Linked DNA regions of Sus scrofa: region 1 is linked to region 2. The links are chromatin contacts, called in public Hi-C maps. All regions are on one chromosome and are shown on one strand. Each heading gives the region's core, a stretch centred on a gene start, on an enhancer-like site or on the middle of the called end of the contact. The rest is flanking DNA. Distances are from core to core; before and after follow the strand shown.

Region 1 (3,259 bases), core at 87-2,586, 540 kb after region 2:
CACTCTTGAAAATTATTAATGATCCCCCCAAACTTTTATGTCTAGTTCATCAGATATTAACACTAATAATTAAAAAATTTTGGCATTCCTGTGGTGGCGCAGCAGAAACGAATCCTACTGGGAACCATGAGGTTGCAGGTTCGATCCTAGCCTCCCTCAGTGGGTTAAGGATCTGGTGTTGCCGTGAGCTGTGGTGTAGGTTGCAGACGTGGCTCGGATGTGGTGTGGCTGTGGCTGTGGCGTAGCTAACAGGTCCAATTAGACCCCTAGCCTGGGAACCTCCATATGCTGTGGGTGTGGCCCTAAAAGGACAAAAGACAAAAAAAAAATTAATTTACACGTCAATGAGCGTTAACATTAACAATACATTTTGTAAATGAAAAGTAACTTTATTTTCCAAAACAAAACAGCTTTAGTGGGAACAGTGGCAACTTTCTTTAATGATTGGCTTAAGAGAAAAATCCTAGATTTTCACACCTGCTTCTACATTCAATCTGTTACAAATGTGTATTAAGGAGTTCCCGTCGTGGCGCAGTGGTTAACGAATCTGACTAGGAACCACGAGGTTGAGGGTTCAATCCCTGGCCTTGCTCAGTGGGTTAAAGATCCGGCGTTGCCGTGAGCTGTGGTGTAGGTTGCAGACGCGGCTCGGATCCCGCGTTGCTGTGGCTCTGGCGTAGGCCGGCGTCTACAGCTCCAATTCGACCCCTAGCCTGGTAACCTCCATATGCCGCGGGAGCGGCCCAAGAAATAGCAAAAAGACCAAAAAAAAAAAAAAAAAAAAAAAAAAAGTAGTAACTAACCTGTGAAAAACACTGTGCATTTGTGAAGGAAAAAGAAAAAAGCAAATAACTTCTTAGTATAACAGTGACATTTTTTGCCTTCGTAGACCCCCCTCCCCCAGGTCCCTAGACATTTTAGCTGGCGCTGCTGTACTGTATAAAACTGTATTGAATCGCGCATTTACCCTTTTCAATGCCTTTGCGCCAGGCTTCGAGGTAAGAGATAATCATTGGTTTGCACTAATGCTCAGCTTTGGTTTTTATGCAGTCTGGGCCTTGCCATTGACACCGTCGAGGAGACGGATTGGAAAAACACGCACCTCCCCTCGGCCAAACTCTAACCTGCAAGCTCTTCCCCGGTTGTCCATACTTTGGACTACAACTCCCGGCAGAGCTCGCGGCAGGGGGGGGGGCGGTATCCGCAGCCGCGAGGGGCGAAAGTGACCCACGCCGTGACGGAGTGAAGGGGGTCGTACCTTTTTCGGGGGGCAGGCGCCGTGCCACAATTGGAGGATCCGGGAAGAGGGGGTGGAGCCAGTGTTTGGGTCAGCCAATAGTTTGCGGTCAGGCAGAAGCGAGGACGGGGCGTGGCAGCACTGACTCGCGGGCTGCGTGGGGCTCGCCGAGCCCAGGAACGCGGGTGTCTGAGGTAGGGACGCGTAGTTCTCGTGTCCCGACGGCTGGGCGCGGAAAATGGCGGCGAGATGGAGCAGCGAGAACGTGGTGGTGGAATTCCGCGACTCCCAGGTGAGCTGGGGACCAAATGGAGCCTTCTGAGCATGCGCCCTTCCCAGTTCCCCTCCCCCACGCTGCCGGGTCTGTCTCAGGGCGGCTGGCGACCCCCAGCCCGGGCTGGGGAGATGGTCAAGGGGGTGACCTGGAGGTGTCAGAGCTGAGTGGATGAGGGTTACCTTGAAGACCGTTGGGGGTGGTTGGGGCTGCCATGGGCGAGGTTTCGGGGTTTCCCTCGTGGATACAGGAGTGGGGTCGGCCTGAGGATATCCAAGTGCAGATATTGCGCTCTAGTGAGCGCTGAGGGAAGGCTTCCCACCACCGGAGTGGAGAGCGAGGGGGTGTTTGCTCCCCCTGCACCTAGTGACTTTGGGCAAGTTGCAGAACTTCTCTGAGCCTTAGGTAGATGTATTGAACCCTGCCTCACAGAACTTTGATGGAATGGAGTTAATAAAAAACTGCACGCGAGGTGCCCGTTTCAGCGCTTAAACCTTTAAGTGGTCTCTGATGCTAGGGTAGTGGAAGATACCGCGCAGTGAAGAGGCGTATGCATTTCGTGTGTTGCTCGGTTCGAATCCCAGCTCATATCTTAGCCTGTCATCACCCTTTGTGCATCTTTTCTCACCTGTAAGAGGTGCCAATTGTGTCTCTCTTAAAGGATTGATGTGAGAATTTTTATGAGGTCATACACTTAAAATGTGTGGCACAGTGCTGGACACATGGTGAGCCTAAAGGAAACTTAGTACTTTTTTTTTTTTTTTTTGTCTTTTTGCCATTTCTTGGGCTGCTCCCGCGGCATATGGAGGTTCCCAGGCTAGGGGTCCAATCGGAGCTGTAGCCGCCGGCCTACGCCAGAGCCACAGCAACGCGGGATCCGAGCCGCGACTGCAACCTACACCACAGCTCATGGCAACGCCGGATCGTTAACCCACTGAGCAAGGCCAGGGATTGAACCCGCAACCTTGTGGTTCCTAGTCAGATTCGTTAACCACTGAGCCACGACGTGAACTCCAAGAATTTTTTTTTTTGAAGTTCCCGTCATGGCTCAGCGGTTAATGAACCCGACTCGCATCCAAGAGGATGCAAGTTCGACCCCTGGCCTCGCTCAATGCGTTAAGGATCCGGTGTTTCGGTGAGCTGAGCTGTGGTGTAGGTCACAGACACAGCTCTGATCCCCTGTTGCTGTGGCTGTGGTGTAGGCCGGTGTCTACAGCTCCGATCCGACCCCTAGCTTGGGAACCTCCATATGCCGCAGGTGTGGCCTTAAAAAGACAGAAAGACAATAATAATAATAATAATTTTTTAAACCGTTTTTGTATTCTGTGCTTTCCATATGCCCAGCCTTGTGCTAAATGGTATATATACATTTCCTTTTTCTTTTTTCATTTTTTTTCTTTTTTCCTTTTTAGGGCTGCACCCACAGCATATGGAACTTCCCCAGGCTAGGGGTCAAATCCAAGCTACAGCTGCCGGCCTGTACCACAGAATCCAGATCTGGGCCTCATCTGTGATGTACAGCTCACTGCAATGCCAGATCCTTAATCCACTGAGCGGGACCAGGGATCGAACCTGCATCCTCATGGATACCAGTCGGGTTCGTTACCTTTGAGCCACAATGGGAACTCCCTACATTTCCTTTTTCTTTTTTCTTTTTTTTTTTTTGTCTTTTGTCTTTTTTGTTGTTGTTGTTGTTGTTGTTGCTATTTCTTGGGCCGCTCCCTCGGCATATGGAGGTTCCCAGGCTA
Region 2 (3,077 bases), core at 99-2,598:
GTAGAAATACTTCATACTGTGAAACAGGAACTAATAGGGTTGTAGGTCACTTATACTTCCAAAAATAAACAAACTCATTAAAAAAAGAGATCAGATTTGTGGCTACCAGAATCAGGGTGGAGGGAAGAGGGGATTGGATGAAAAGAAGGTACAAACTTGCAGTTACAAGATAAGTACTAGGGATATAAGGTACAACATGATAAATATAATTAACACTGCACTGGGTTACATATGAAAGAAAGAGAATAAATCCTAAGAGATCTTATTATAAGGAAAAATATTTTCTATTTAATTTTCTATATGAGGTGAAGGGTTCACTAAACTTATTGTAATCATTTTATGATGTATGTAAGTCAAATCATTATGTTGTACACCTTAAACTTATATGGTGCTGTATGTCAGTTATATCCCAATGAAACTAGAAGACAAAAGCACTTCTAGGTTGGTTTTGAAATAGGAGCGTCTACTGCTGGACTCCATTCTGATAACAAACCTCACACTATCTCTTGGCACTGACATTTGATTCTTCGGGTCCTTTTGATAAAGAAGTTGGCTGTTGAACGTGTTAAAAAAAAATCCTGGGAGTTCCCATTGTGGTCCAGTGGAAACGAATCAGACTGGTATCCATGAGGATCCATTTGATCCCTGGCCTCCCTCAGTGGGTTAGGGATCTGGTGTTGCCATGACCTATGGTGTAAGTTGCAGACATGGCTTGGATCCTGCATTGCCATGCCTGTGGCATAAGCTGGCAGCTGTAGGTCCAATTTGACCCCTAACCTGGGAACCTCCATATGCCATGGGTATGGCCCTTAAAAAAAAAAAGATCCTTCTGCCTTGTTTGAAATACTAGGGAGAGCTTTTAATGAAGTGACACACCAAGGTTAACTTTGCAGAGGGCCAGAGCTTCCCCAAAACAGGTCGTCAAGCCTGTGCTCAACTATAACATAGTATAGTAGAGCTATATAGTAATTATCCTTATCCCTTGAAGAGCAGGGTGCTTTGTGACCTGTTTCGGTGTCTGTCTTGCTATGGACTAGTGAAAGCATTAGAAAATTTGGAGACAGGGGTTCCTGCCCTGGCTCAGTGGTAAGGGACCTGACTAGCATCCATGAGGATGTGGATTGGATCACTAGCCTCGCTCAGTGGGTTAAGGAACTGGCATTGCCATGGCCTGTGGTGTAGGTCACAGACGCAGCTCAGAACCTGTGTTGCTGGAACTGTGCTGTAGGCGGCAGTTGCAGCTCTTATTTGACCCCTAGCCCGGGAACTTCCATATGCCTGCGGATGCGGCCCTAAAAACAAACAAACAAATAAATAAATAAAAGTGAAAAGAAAGAAAGAAAAAAGGTACATTTGGATACAAAGGAGTGACCAGGTCCAGGACCACACTGTTTTCCTCCAATGTAAGGTGTGCCGTTACTGGACTCAGTGTACAGTGAACCACATTGGGGATTAACAGATGACACTTATGCAGGTATTTACTTTAATATTTATGAAAATCTAATTTGACACAAATGTTAACAAGGGCGATGCTAAGATTTGGGGGCACGGAACATTCCATTTCTGCTCAGCTTATAGGAAAGGGCGCCTAACGCTTAAAGCTAGGACTACGATCCACCAGTGGGTACCGCCCCCCGTTAGCCCCACCCCCACCAAAGCCAGCTTCCTTGCTATTGGTTCCTTTCCCCGCGCCTGCGGTTGCCGTGGAGACCAAGGCTATGGCAACCAGGAGAAGCCAAAGTTGGTCGAGTCTCTGGAACCGCGGAGGGGTCCGGGACGCGCAGCCCGACTCCGACCTGTGCTCATGGCGCTCCACGAACTCTTTTCTCACCCGGTGGAGCGCGGCTACCGCGCGGGGCTCTGCTCCAAGGCCGCGCTGTTCCTGCTGCTGGCCACCGCCCTCACGTACATCCCACCGCTGCTGGTGGCCTTCCGGAGCCACGGTGAGCCTGCCTGAAGGCCAGTGCGCGACAGGATTCTCCCCGGTGCTCCCGCCGGCCTCCCTAACCTCTTCCCCTCTGCCTCCTGCCCTCTTTACCTCAGGGTTTTGGCTGAAACGGAGTAGCTACGAGGAGCAGCCGACCGTACGCTTCCAGCACCAAGTGCTGCTCGTGGCCTTGCTGGGACCTGAGCACGCGCACGGCGGATTCCTGGCCTGGAGCACGTTCCCTGCCTTCAACCGACTGCAGGGGGATCACCTGCGCGTCCCGCTCGTTTCGGTGCGTGGTTCTGGGCGGGTGTATGGATGGAGATGGGGATAGGGGCATGCGTGGGAGGAAGCTGGGCGGTCCGGGTCCTTGTCCCTGGGGGCCCTGCTTGGGTCTGAAGGAGTTACGAATCCACAGAAGTTGTGTGTACAGGCTCATTGGCCTAAGCTTATATTTAATTTCCTGGGGAGTAAATATTTTGTAATATTCGAATTCTCCAAGCCGTCCACCACCCCCGAGAAAATTAGTCACTGCTGTCAGGGTGTGTGTCCCACACAGAGACTGATAGCCTGCGGACAGCCTGTCTCTGGCCCCCATTTCCGTGGGCGTGGCCTGATGGAAGCGTGGTCGCGAAAGTTGCTGAGTCGTGAAAGCCAGTTGACGTTCTCTCTCTCTTTTTTTTTTTTTTTTTTTTTTTGGTTTTTCTGTTTTTTTTTTTTTTTTAGGGCCGCACCCGCAGCATATGGAGGTTCCCAGGTTAGGGGTCTAATCAGAGCTGTAGCCGCCAGCCCAAGCCAGGGCCAGAGCAAAGAGGCATCTGAGACGCGTCTGCGACCTACACCACAGCTCATGGCAACGCCAGGTCCCGGATCCGTAACCCTGTGCGGGAGGTCAGGAATTGAACCTGCGTCCTCACGGATGCTAGTCAGACTTGTTAAGCGCTGAGCCATGACGCGAATGTCTAATGCTCTCTTTAATTACTCGTTCTTGCAGCTGGCTTGTGCTTCAGCAAGCAGTAGCAACAAAAAGGGCGGGTATTTTTAGGCAGACTGACATGTGGAAGCAGAGGCGCTGATTGGTTAAGTGACCTCCCCAGACTGTTGCTGGCCCAGTCCAGCCTCCCTGGGCTTGCCTCCTGAGATGCTGCTG

Evidence for each region. A called contact is a pair of places that touch in the nucleus more often than the background predicts.
Region 1: a Hi-C map of embryonic fibroblasts shows a contact between it and region 2, with 2.6 times the contacts expected there. The contact joins the promoter of WDR59 here to the promoter of TMEM231 in region 2. A contact is called at or near these places in 2 of 47 Hi-C or Micro-C datasets (embryonic fibroblasts and liver).

The regions. Positions count from the first base shown.
Region 1 is chr6:12,680,830-12,684,088 of Sscrofa11.1, forward strand. It overlaps WDR59 (WD repeat-containing protein 59), which reads left to right and starts at 1,337. Exons shown (of 28, transcript XM_021093785.1): 1 at 1,337-1,529. The coding sequence starts at 1,476.
Region 2 is chr6:12,138,969-12,142,045 of Sscrofa11.1, forward strand. TMEM231 (transmembrane protein 231) reads left to right here and starts at 1,349. Exons shown (of 6, transcript XM_005664337.3): 1 at 1,349-2,219. The coding sequence starts at 1,719.